3 separate regions of the Mus musculus genome follow, and all the other regions are linked to region 3. A link is a contact called in public Hi-C and promoter capture Hi-C data. All regions are on one chromosome and are shown on one strand. The core of a region is the stretch at or near the end of the contact, and the rest is flanking DNA. Distances in the headings are between cores, read along the strand shown.

Evidence for each region. Promoter capture Hi-C pulls out the DNA fragments that hold promoters and counts their contacts. A called contact is a pair of places that touch in the nucleus more often than the background predicts.
Region 1: a contact with region 3 is called in a Hi-C map of CD4 T cells, with 6 times the contacts expected there. The contact joins the promoter of Tent4a here to the promoter of Zfp708 in region 3. A contact is called at or near these places in 2 of 39 promoter capture datasets (neutrophils and pre-B cells) and 1 of 484 Hi-C or Micro-C datasets (CD4 T cells).
Region 2: a promoter capture Hi-C map of hippocampal neurons shows a contact between it and region 3, with 3 times the contacts expected there. The contact joins the promoter of Cdk20 here to the promoter of Zfp708 in region 3. A contact is called at or near these places in 3 of 39 promoter capture datasets (hippocampal neurons, liver and pre-B cells) and 1 of 115 datasets of contacts at active chromatin or transcription factors (astrocytes).

The regions. Positions count from the first base shown.
Region 1 is chr13:69,531,449-69,535,593 of GRCm38.p6, forward strand. It overlaps Tent4a (terminal nucleotidyltransferase 4A), which reads right to left and starts at 2,416. Exons shown (of 13, transcript NM_198600.2): 1 at 2,040-2,416. A930018O16Rik reads left to right here and starts at 2,867. Exons shown (of 1, transcript XM_011244606.3): 1 at 2,867-4,003. The coding sequence starts at 2,867. The coding sequence ends at 3,748.
Region 2 is chr13:64,430,510-64,434,503 of GRCm38.p6, forward strand. It overlaps Cdk20 (cyclin-dependent kinase 20), which reads left to right and starts at 2,044. Exons shown (of 8, transcript NM_053180.2): 1 at 2,044-2,161; 2 at 2,468-2,581. The coding sequence starts at 2,087. 1700015C15Rik (a long non-coding RNA gene) reads right to left here and starts at 1,927. Exons shown (of 3, transcript XR_873594.1): 1 at 1,845-1,927; 2 at 742-896.
Region 3 is chr13:67,080,082-67,084,169 of GRCm38.p6, forward strand. Zfp708 (zinc finger protein 708) reads right to left here and starts at 1,464. Exons shown (of 4, transcript NM_001012448.2): 1 at 1,369-1,464. The coding sequence starts at 1,374.

The DNA.
Region 1 (4,145 bases), core at 1,166-3,665, 2.5 Mb after region 3:
TTTTTTTGCCATCCAAGATCAGCTCACGTGAGAGCAACCAGCAATAGTTGGAGCCACCTTTACTGTTAACATATAGGGCTCAGCTCTACTGGTGCCCGTTCACTAATTCCTTCCCACCCCCTCGAGAGGTCAGTCACAGTAGGAAACAGACAAGGTACCCTCTCAGGAGGCACTCTCTCACGCACACATGCCAAGCCAGTTAGCAAGCTCCTCCTCCAGGAGTCACCATTCAACACATGCCACCTAGACAGAAAAGGAAGAGTCACCAGGCAGCATCCAACGCTAAACTCTAGCTGGGTTTTGAACCCTAAAGTGAGCAAGTGGGGCTCTGAGGCAGGGCTCAGGCAAGAAGAGTGGCAGAGCCCAAGCACCACCGAGTCAGGCCTTCATCTCTCTTGGGTGGGTGGGGGAAGTAATGGAGGCTCTCGTGAAAGTTGGGGGCTGGTAGAACCTCATCCCACTGACCCTGCTGACCAAGGACACAGGCTAGGCCACAGTGCACAGAAGACCCCAGTCTTGGACTGCCTGAGCATCCTCCTCCAGAGAGTGGTTACAATGTGCTTGACATAGGAAGAGAGACCCAGACTTGGGGGACAGCGGCTAATCAAGAACTACAGACTTGGGAGTAGGGTGACAGGAGCCAAGTATGAATACCCAGGTGGCAATGTTCATCTGTACCAGGAAGGGAGGGTATTTAAAGAAGGGACCATGCTTGTGGGATCAATAGAAATACATGCCACCCATGCCAACTGCACCCATGCTAGACTCTAAAAGCACACCTAGCCCACAGAGGCACACATACTAACAAAACGCCACAGAAGAACACACAGAGGCTGACCAGCTTTACAGACCACCAGAGAGACCACATCAAGGGACACAACTCTCACCGAGGGGCAGATCATGCTGCTGATGCCTAAGTACCCAAGTGGAACTCTGTCAGAGGCTAGGATCCGTCTCCCGGCAGACACCATGTCCATTACAGTTATGTAACAATCCAGAAACCTCCCGTAGGTCCACGGCCACACCTGTCTCACAAAGTTCTACAAGCAAGCACTGCGGGGGAACTGGCAGAAGAAACCAGGCTCCTCCTGGATTTGTAGTGCATGCTGGAGAATCCCGACCCAAAGATCCAAGGCAGGTGAAACAAGTTGCAGAGGGGACAACTGTTTCTATGTAACACCCCCAACCCCTTAAAGAGTATCCGTGTTCCCCACAGACCTCAAACCGCAAACAGCCCCCTAAGAAGTTACCTCAAAGGAGTCCCAGGGCCTAGCAACCACCCGGGTGGACTTGAACTGGGGATGTCGCTCCCTGGAGTGAGGGGGAGGGGGGGAGGTTAGACGCCCTTTAAGAGCGGCAGGAACTGAGGCAAATCAAGCTCACCAGTCTTGAGACTACACAACCACTATTTTGTTTCTAGATGTTCAGAAATTCAACCAATAGGTTGAATGAAGAGCTTCATACTAGAAAAGTCTCACCTGGGGCAATTCCAGACCAACACCCCCACCTTGCTGTCATTGGGGACATTAAACCGCTAAGGTCCTCTGAGCCTTATGGAAAAATTTTTAAATGAAAACACCTTCCTGTGAGTTCACAGGAAAAAAACCTGAGTACTATTAGGTGGTTTTCAGAAACCCCAGGTGACGGTCTTTCTGTGAACGTCTGCCCAAAATTAAAACGTACGAGGTAACCTCAACACACACAAGACTCCACTTCTAAACCTCACTTGATGGCTAAACTGCACCAATACCAAAAACCTACTGTCTCAAAAAAAGGGAACAAAAATTTTTTACATTCAACCTCACTACACTAAGATACAGGATTTAGCCTACAGGAAAGAACACGCGTAAACGCTTCCCACTCTGACAGCCAGCCCTTGCTTCCCTGCCCTGGAGCAGAGGAAAGAAAGGAACCACTTTCTAGTCTAGCCCTAGGCCTCCATCCCGAACTGTCAATCCCCCCTGCCTGGTGGATCTCGATCCAACGGAGTTTTTAAAGTGCCCGCGCCGCTGGCAGCCCCGCGGCTCGGGCGCACTCACCCCTGGATGCCCGGGCTGTACGCGCGGCTCTTCCACGGCGTGCCGGGCCGCGCCGCCTGGGCCCCGGGGCCGCCCCCTCCGCTCAGCGTGGCCGCGCGGCTGCCCGACAGCAGGTAGTTGAGGCCATACGTGCTGGCCTTGTTCTCGCGTTTCCGCCGACCCGGGTGGAACTGGTGCTGCGGCGGCGAGCCGGCGGGCGTGGAGCCGCGTGGGCCCGGGTGTGCGTGGGCAGCACCGTCGGCGAAGCTGAAGAAGGTGCGGCCGCTGCCGGCGCGGCCGAGCGAGGTGCTGCTGGAGGACGACGACGAGCAGCCGGGACTCTCGGTGCCCGACTCGGCGTTGGACGACGACGAGGACGACGACGACGACAGCGACGGGGACTTGTGCAAGCGTCTTGCGCTGTCCGCCGCGGGCCCTAGCGCGGTAAGCAGCGCCGGGGGCAGCGCGGCGGGGCCGGGCGCCGGCGGCGGGGACGAGGCGGCGGGCGCCGGCCCCGGGCCTCCTGCTGCTGGTGCTGCGCGCCCCGCCGCCCCGGGCGCGGCCGCCGTGTCCAGCGCCGGCGAGTTGAGGCAGAAGTAGGACGCGAAGCCGGAGCCGCCACGGCCCACGCCCTGCGAGGTCTCCCAGATCTGCATCCACAGGGCATTGGCCGGCCCCTTCTGCTCCGGCTGGATCCAGGCCACGCGCGGATCCATCCACGCGCCGCCCCCGCGGGGCCCGCGTCGCCCGCCGCGCCCCGCCCCCGCCGCGCCCCGCCCCGCCGCGCCCCGGGCCGGCCGCGCGGACGGACGGACGGACGGGCCTGGGCCGCGCTCCGGTGCGCGCGGATGGGCGCGGGCGGCGCTCGGTGGGGCGCGCGGCGCAGCTGCGGTCCCGGTGGCTCAGGCGGCGCGGGGAGGGCGAGGGGGCCGCGGCGGCGGCGGCGTAGCGTGCGGGCGGCAGGGAGAGGCCATCGAAGGGGCGGTGACCGGCCGAGGGGGCGGGCCCAGAGCGTCGGGCCGTCAGTCAGTCACGGCGCTCCTGCGGCGCGGCGGCGGAAAGACGCCCTCGGCGGCGGCCGGGAACGGAGAGGGATGGGGGCCGCCGCCTCAGCTCCAATGAGGGGCGGGGAGGCGGCGCGGGGGCGGCGGCGCGGGGGCGCGGCCTCCCTCGCGGGCCGCGGCGCAGTGCGCACGCGCGGGGATTTCAAATCCTCACTAGACAGCGCCGCCTTGGTTACCGCGCTTGCGCACTGCGCGCTCCGGGCGGCGGCGGAGAGACAGTGGCGCGGGCGCATGCAGACCAGACAGACAGGGCGGGGCCGGAGGGGCGGGTGCGGGTCGGCGCTGGGCTGTGTGGGCCGCGCTGCGCGTGCGCAGACACGCCAGCGTGCCGGGTGGAAGTTTCCGCGCCGGCTGGTGTGCTGCGGTCGCGGACCGCCTGGGAAAACGAAACCGCTGCGACTGCACCGGGTCGAGCCCCCGCCCTCCCGCCTTCTCCTCGCGTGCTCTGTACGGTGGAGTGACTGGGCAGAGCCGGCCACGCGTGGCCCGTCGCTCGCAACGCGCTCCACCAAACGCGCCTGCTCTGGCATGCGCCGCGTGCGGGCGCCACGGCCCGTGAAGCCGGAAGCAGCTCTGGTGTCCTGTGCGTTTGGTGTGCGGGTCCAGCCCAGCGGGTGCCCGCTCTGCCTCTGCCGTCCTTGGGCCTCTGCATCCGGGCTCCGCTAATTTTGAGCATAAGAGAACTGCTTCCCTCGTGGTCTGTACCACCGTGGAGCAAACCTTACCAAGTACTTGGCCCTTCTCACACTGTACCAAGGTGGAAGTAAGGGCCAGGTAGCGTGCTTACTGCCTTCAGTCAGTAGCGTTAATGCGAATGAATGTTTTATCTCTGGCGTTTTCTGACCACCGGTGTATGTGGAGATCACAGCCAATGAGCAGAGCCTATGCTTTGTGTGTGGTCACGAGTGCCTGTAATTCCAGCGTTTGGGAGGCCAAGGCAGGACGATTGCAAACAGTACACGCAAGCCCTGAAGCCCTGTCCCAGAGTGTGTTGTGTTAAATACTACGGGAAAGAAAAACAGTTCTTGTTTGAACTCAATTTTTAATGGATCTGGGCAAAAGC
Region 2 (3,994 bases), core at 794-3,293, 2.6 Mb before region 3:
GTAATTTAACTTTTTTTTTTTTTTTAGCAAGGCAGAGGGAATTGAGAAGAAGGGCAAGGCAAGTGGGCCAATGTCCCTTTGGAAAGCGGAAAGGCTTCAGCAAAGGTCTGGAACTCACAATATTGGGTGAGACAAACTTTTCAAAGAGAATAGTCTTGTCTAATCCCAGGACTTGGGAGTCAAAGGCAGGTGGACATCTGTGAGTTTGAGGCCAGCCTGGTTTACAGAGTGAGTTTCAGGTCAGCTAGAGTAATACTGTGTGGCCCCTGTCTCAAACAATAAACAAACAAACAAACAAAACCCCAGTGTATTAGTTTTGGATATCAATGCTACAATCTCCTTAATTCAGAGGTAATTAGCCAATGAAAGCTACACTCAGCATACAATCAAGGATAAGCTCAAATTCCTGGGCTTCTGCCCCCTCACGCTCCCTCTACCCCCTAGTCCACACTTGGATTTCCTTTTTCTGATTTAAACCTAGGCGTAGTGTGTGCCACAGGTATGGCAAAAACTTTCACTTATCTCATTCCCTGAGAAGAGGGTCCCACAGCCAGTCCATAGAGCCTGGCTAGTTTCATATTCTATTTAAAAGTTTCGTTTCTTTTGGGTTTGAGAAAGTCTCACACTGTAGCTCAGGCTGGCCTGGAACCTGAGGCAATCCTCCTGCAACTCCTAGTCTCTCTAGTATTGGGATTGTAGGGAGTGAGCAACCACCCCTGAAACACTTTTTAACAAACGCACACAAAAGTGGTAATTTCTTGGCATCCTTGCCTTCCCACGTTAGTGTAGGTTCTTCTCCCCTCTCTTCTGTCTTGATTTCTCCACAGCTTTACCATGTTAGCAGGTAACCTTGTCCATACTGGCTTCGTACTTGAGATTCTCTTCGTCTTGGCCTGCTGGATACAAGAGTTATAGTCAGAACAACTGTATCAGGTTTATCATCTACGTTCCTGATAGTAATCATCCTAAAGGGTGTAAGATATCTTATTGTGGTTTGATTTCATTTTTCCTAATTAGTAGGGGTGCTGGTCGTCATCTCATATACTTGTGGACACCTCTCTCTATTTTGAGATAAGGTCTCTTATTAAGCAGGATGCATCGCACTGTGTAGATTAATAAGACCCTGTCAAGTACTGGGACGGCAGATGTGATTTAGAGCAACCAACATAGGTGGTACAGGGAGTCGAACCAAAGGCTTTTGTTCACTCTAGGCAAGCACCTCACCAAAGGAGCTTTATCGTCAGTGCTAGTAAGCTTTTTAAAAAAGGTACTTGGATTCATGATGCCCTTTGGGGACCAAAGACCCAAGTGATTCTCCATGTGATGGTTTGTATATGCTTGGGCTAGGAAGTGGCACTATTAGCAGGTGTGGTCTTATTAGAGTAGGTGTATCACTGTGGAAGTGGGTTTTAATACTCTTGCTGTCTGGAAGCGAGTCTTCTCCGAGCAGCCTGCAGTTGAATATGCTCCTCCTGCAACATACCTGCCTGGATGCTCCATGCTCCCTCCTTTGATAACAAAGGATGAATTTTTGAACATGTAAGCCAGTCCCAATTAAATGCTGTCCTTATAAGAGTTACTTTGGTCATGGTGTCTGTTCACAGCAGTAAAATCCTAACTAAGACACTCCACGACTCAGCTCTGTGCTTGTCTGCAACAATGATTTGCGTCAGTTACAAAGAGGCCTAAATGTAGAGAGCGGCTGAGTGAGTGCCTGCCACCTGATACTCTTGCTGGTTTCTGGAAGTCTTCCACCAGATCCACCTCCCTACCAGAGGCTCCGCCTCTGGGCGAATGAACACACCCTTTACATGCGTAGCCCTGCCCCTCTCAGCCCCACGCACCAGCGTTTCTTGTCACGTGGTGCTATGGCCACGTCCTGGAGCGTTAGATTACGATAGAGTGACTGCCGAAGGCTGCGGAAAGGTGCTGCCTAGAGGGGATGCAGATTCCTGACTGAGCTCAGCACTGGTCTTTCCGGTCACGTGCTTTACGGAGCAGCTGCTAGACGCGTTATTGCTAGGCAACGCTTGCAGGAGCCTATGCTGGATCCCTGTAGAGTAGGATCTGGGCACCGCGGGCCGACATGGACCAGTATTGCATCCTCGGTCGCATCGGGGAGGGCGCCCACGGCATCGTCTTCAAAGCCAAGCACGTAGAGGTGAGACCATGCCGCACGTGCAGTCCGAGGGATGCCCACTGCGCTCCCTCTGCAGTCTTTCCGTGTAGAGATCTGCTAGCGCGCGCGGGCGCGCCTCAGAGGTCTCTTTAGGATACTTGGCGGGGTCCCATCTGTGGCGATCCCGCTTCCAGCGGCCGGACTGCGGGAGCGCGACCCCTGGCGGTCGGTTCAGATCTTCCCGACTTAGGGGCGGGTCTCTGTGGGGTGTCTCGCTCCTGGGGTGTTCTCTCCCTGCCCCTACCTTGCCAAAGGTCTCTGGCAGTGTCGGCACTCTTTCCTGCACAGACTGGCGAGATCGTTGCCCTCAAGAAGGTGGCCTTGCGGCGGCTGGAGGATGGTATTCCTAACCAGGCCCTCAGAGAAATCAAGGCTCTGCAGGAGATAGAGGACAGTCAATATGTGAGTGGGGCTGGGCTCAGGTGGTCATGCAGGGCTCGGGTGAACAAGACCGGTGGCAGGTTCCAAGACAGCAGCTTCTCGACCACTTTCATTCATTTCCATCCCTCTCTACTCACCAGTATACACTTTAAAGGAGTCCTTTCTAATCCCCATTCTGCCCCCTCCTGCTTACTCCTTATTTATGCTCCCAGATCCACTCTCACCTGAGTACTTAACCCTCCCATTCTCTCTCATTTACACACCCATTGCTCATATGTTTATGCATCCCCCCCCCTTTAACTATTGTGTGTGTTTCTTTTTGTTTTCTCCTTTCCTTCCTATACCTGCTCTCCCACCTTCCTTATGCTAGACAGGTGCTGGGCCATTAAATTATGCCCCTAACCATGCTGACTTCTCAGCAGTTTGCACCCGTTGAGCCCCTACTTTGTTCTGAAGGATATCTTAAAGACTTTCATGTGTGGTCACCCTCCGTTCACCCTGCTTTTCTCTCTTTCTTTCTTCCTTTCTTCCTTCCTTTCTCTTTCTCTCTCTTTCTCTCTCTCTCCCTCTTTCTTTCTTTCTTTCTTTCTTTCTTTCTTTCTTTCTTTCTTTCTTTCTTTCTTTCTTTCTTTCTTTCTTTCTTTCTTTCTTTCTTTCTTTCTCTTCAGGGTCTTTGTTAAGCACAGGGGAATGCTTGGCTTTTATCATCAGCTCATGGGTCTGCAGCTGAGTGACACTGCCAGAATGCCCCTGGGGCCTCCTAAAAATTCTGGCCTGTACACAGCACTAGTGACACTGAGGAATTGGTCTCAGTCTGATTCCTGAGAGCTTATGTGTGATGGAATCAGTTTGTGTGCTCCTGTATTGTGAAGTGTAGTGGTGTGTGCCTCAAAATTTACTGCAGATGAGATATGTGTTCATACCTCATCTTTATAACATGAGATATGTGTTTATATATGTGTACTGTGTGTAACATGTGTACTGTCTGAATGTAGGTGTGTATTTTTATTTGTTCCAATGCTGGTTTACTGCCAAAATAAAACCTTCACTAAGGTGGTTCCTTTTTGTTGTTGTTGAAAATAAAAGGGCTTTCCAGGCAGCTTATGTGTGGGACAGGTGGTTCAAGACCCATAAGGATGCTGATGATTGACAGCCGTCCTGACGTTGCCATTTTACCTGGTTAATTAATTTATATTTAACTTTATGCGTAGGAACATTTTGCATGTGTTTATGTGTGTGTACTGTGTGTGTGCCTTGTGCCCATTGAGGCCAGAAGAGGGCATCATATTCCCTGGAACTGGAGACGGATGGTTGTGAGCCACTATGTGGATGCTGGGAACCAAATCTGGGTCCTCTCCAGGAGCGTCAAGTACTCTTAACCATTGAACTGTCTCTCTAGTCCCAAGTTTTCATTAAAAAAAAAACAAAAACAAA
Region 3 (4,088 bases), core at 214-2,713:
TTCCTGCTTCCACCTCCCAAATGCAGATGTAACAGGAAACAGCACAGCATACACTGATGTTTTATTTTCAATCATAGATCTGTTTAAGAAATATATTAAGTAAAAGTGTAGATAGACAGACAGATAGATAGATAGATATCAAACATCTATGTGTTGTGACCTATAATATAATTGTGCTTATTGCTGTATCACCTCTACATTGTAGGAAACGAGATTTAAGGTACAAGAAAATGTACTTTTCACACCTTAAACAGTGTAAAACGGCACATTCTTAGTTTCCTGCAGATTAGTGACATTAATTAGAAAATGTCCATATTTTAATGATTGTTAGATGATACATAGAAAGTATTGGTATTGATGTAGTTTAAAGCCCATGCTTCTCAGGTATAGATTTTAATGCTGTAAGTCAGTCTCCAGCACACAAATCAATTTGACTGAAGTGTGGCAAAAACAGTACAAATGTCAGGATGAGCAGCGGCTGTATACAAAGGGCAGGGTGAGCATTGGCTGTATACAATCACAGGACCCTGAGTGAGCCACAGCTCTTCAACTTCACTCTCAATCTTTCCACACAACACCAAATTTCTGACATCGCAGTCTCCGGTGCAATTGTATGTGGTAATAATCTCTAGTATTTTCCACTCTGCAGTGTTGTAGGATCAGTGATAGCTGGGACAAAGTTCAGAGTGCCCCCTCGATGAGATTTTTTTTTTTTTCCTCATACAGGTGTGTGAATGTGAGGGTTCTGTCACAGTGGGTAAAGGAGTGATTCCTATCCAAAGTGAGCCGCCCTGAAAACTAACAATTTATCACAAAGAAAACGGGACGAACATCCCATACACCAAACTCCCCCGCAGAACTCACTGTCCTGGAAACTATGAGCCACACGAACTCAAAATCAGAGTCCTGGGCCTCTCATTGAATACGGGAGGGCCCAGAAAAACCCACTTGCTCTAGATTTCCTGAGGGATCTGACAACAGCAATGTGAAAACTAGTTAACAGCAAGCTTCCCCAGCCAAGGTGGGGTATGAGCTCTCATCACAGCCTGCCTCTGGCACGGTCAGCCAAGCCACCCTGCTCTACCAACCCTAGACTTTCCAGTCTCCATTCTCGCAGTAGCAGGCCACCTCTCAGGTCCCTGAAACACATGATTGACTCTGTCAGCCGCTCTGTCCTAACAGAGCAATCACTCCTTGCACCGTGCGTGCGCCCCACCCCTGCACTCTGGCCAAGCCTAGGTCCGCACTGCAGGACCACGTGGGCTTCTCTCCGCCTCCCGCCCAGCCCTCCCCGGCTCCCTGCACCCCGGGCCCGCCCACCCGTATAGTTCATGAGGCCTGCAAGGCTAGGCTGCAGCCGGGACCAACCTCCATGTCGAGCGCGGAGCGCAAGCCACACTGTTCCAACTTTGAGAAAGCCGCAGAGTTTGGAGAAACACAAAAGCAAAATGAACCGGAAGCACAGAGGAGTAGAGTCCGGTCTAGCGGAGTCATGCTAAGAGAGACTACATTTCCCAGAAGTCTACGCGAAGGACTGCCCTGAACCAAAGTCAGGGAGAACTATTTATAGCCTGTCACTGGATTAGGCTGCTTTTTAAGTCTCAAATTTACAAAGGTCTTGTGGGAATATAAATCCAGCCTTTGACGGCAACTTGTATTAGGTTTACTTCTTACTCTGATCAAAGACGTTACCTAAAAAGCTCTGGGGTTCCTAGAGTCTTTTGGCAGGAGGAAAACTCATTGACTCAATTATACTAGATTTAAAATAAAAACCATCAGCAGCTCCTGCCTCCGGGTTCCTGCCCTCTTTGAATTCCAGCCTTGGCTTCTTCCAATGGACAGCAATCCAGGTTATGTAAACCAAATAAACTCTTTTCTCCTGTGATTTCTATTCTTGGTACTTGACTACATCTAGAATTAGATGGAATCCAGAAGAAATACAAGGGACACCTTTGAGGGATTTTTGTTTGTTTGAAGTGGGTGGATCCACTTCTAGTCATGACTTGTGAGGTAGATGTTGTGGGTTGCCCTGGTGCTGTTTGTATTCTGATGTTAATTCAGCTTCCTCAAGAGGGGTTGCCCCTGAGAGGAGTGGATCACATACTCAGGTGATTTCCTGTGAACCTTCTCCCCATTCTAACTGGTCAAATAAAGACTAGAGCCTGTGATTGGGCAGTGGAAGGGAAAGGTGGGGCTAGAGGTTTTAGGAAGTGAGGGAAGAGTAGGGAGCGAGGGAGGAAGAAGACTGAGGAAGAGAAGATAAGAGGAAGATGGAGCAGAACCACAAGGCCCTGAGAGGCAGCAAATAATGTGGGATCTCACAGCTGGGGAATAGAGTAGTGTAGTGATAAATCTGCTCAGTCTAAGCGTGCAGCTTGTAAATAATGTAACTGAGTTGTGTGGTTTTTGCATAGACTTATTGGGGTATCAGGGTTGGGGAATTACTGCAACAGGTGGAAATACATGCCTTTAATTCCAATCCTGAGGTGGGAAGATAACAATTTTAATCTGGACCACACCTTCTGCTGGAAGTCTATATAACAGCAATTTTCTCTTTTTTCTCTTCCTTCCTTCCTTTTTTTTTTTTTTTTTTTTTTCTTTTCCGAGACTGGGTTTCTCTGTGTAGCCCTGGCTGTCCTGGAACTCATTTTGTAGACCAGGCTGGCTTCTAACTCAGAAATCTGCCTGCCTCTGCCTCCCGAGTGTTGGGATTAAAGTCATGTGCCACCGCGCCCTGCTATAAAGCAATTTTCAACATGCAAGTTATGACCCCTTGAGGGTCAAACAACCCTTTTCAGGGGTTGCTTAAGATCATCTGCATATCACATAGTTACATTACAATTCATAACAGCAAAATTAGTGATAAAATATCAAAAAATAATTTTATGGTTGGGGAGTCACAACATGAGGAACTGTATTAAGGGCTCACAGCATTAGGAAGATTGAGAACCACTGCTACATAGATACGGAAGATGGAAGCTTTTGCTCTTTGTCTGCTTGCTGTTACCTAGCAAGTCCGTTCCCTCATGGGCATTATAGCTACATCTTTGGGATTCCAGCATATACCGAGCACCAGCTTGTGGACTGAGCAAACTACTGGAGTCTTAGACTTTCTATGCTCTGCTCTGCCAGCCAACATCAGATTAGCTGGACAACAGTCTGTAAGTCATTTGAATAAATCCCCCCATACACACACACACATACATACATACATACATACATACATACATACATACATACATACATACATACATTTTATAAGTTGTTACTCTAGAGAGCCCTAATACACTCCCCCAACTCGCTTTTGGTCATGATCTTTCCTCATAGAAATAGTAATCCTAACTAAGACAGAAGTTGGTACCAGGATTGTGGGGCACTGACCAGATAGACCTGACCTTATTTCAGGGAGGATAGTGGAAGGATTTTGGAACTTTGGGCTAGAAAAGCTCTTGAGTGTTCTATGGGATCCTTCAAGATAAGAATCTTCAGAGAAATACAGAGGACAAGGGTTGTCAGGTGAAGATCCAGACAACCAGAGGGAAGTGTGAGAATCTCTCAAAGACTCTGGGGGGGGGGGGTGGGTTTGAATATTTTGAGTTAAGCATCTGTGGTTCTTAGCTGGAGCTGAAGAATCTGCTGTGATTAGCAAGAGACCAGAAGCACTAAAGTCAAACCTTTGTTTTACTGGGATAATTGATACTGGAGAACGTTATGTAGTTCATGTCCACCAGGAAAAGACTCCCAGACTCGACTCAGATTATTTTTTGGGCAATTGATTAAAGCTGCTAACAGGACCACAGTCTCTAACCCAAATGTGCCCAGAGGTGGGGAAAATAAGGCCTTCAAAGGCAAAAACCATGAGAGCTGTTCTGCTCTGTCAAGATTAGGTGATTGATCAACGTTACCTCAAAATAGAGTTTGAATGACTGTGTAAGCAAGTTAGAGAAATCAAATCAGCTGTTAGGCCTTTCTCCATGGGCCCCAATGGCTTACTACCCTTTTACAAGGAACTGTTGCCAGTTAGGAAGGTGTTGGCTTGTTCATGTAGGGAGATTCCTGATCTTAAAAAGAATGTTGGGAGCTGCTCA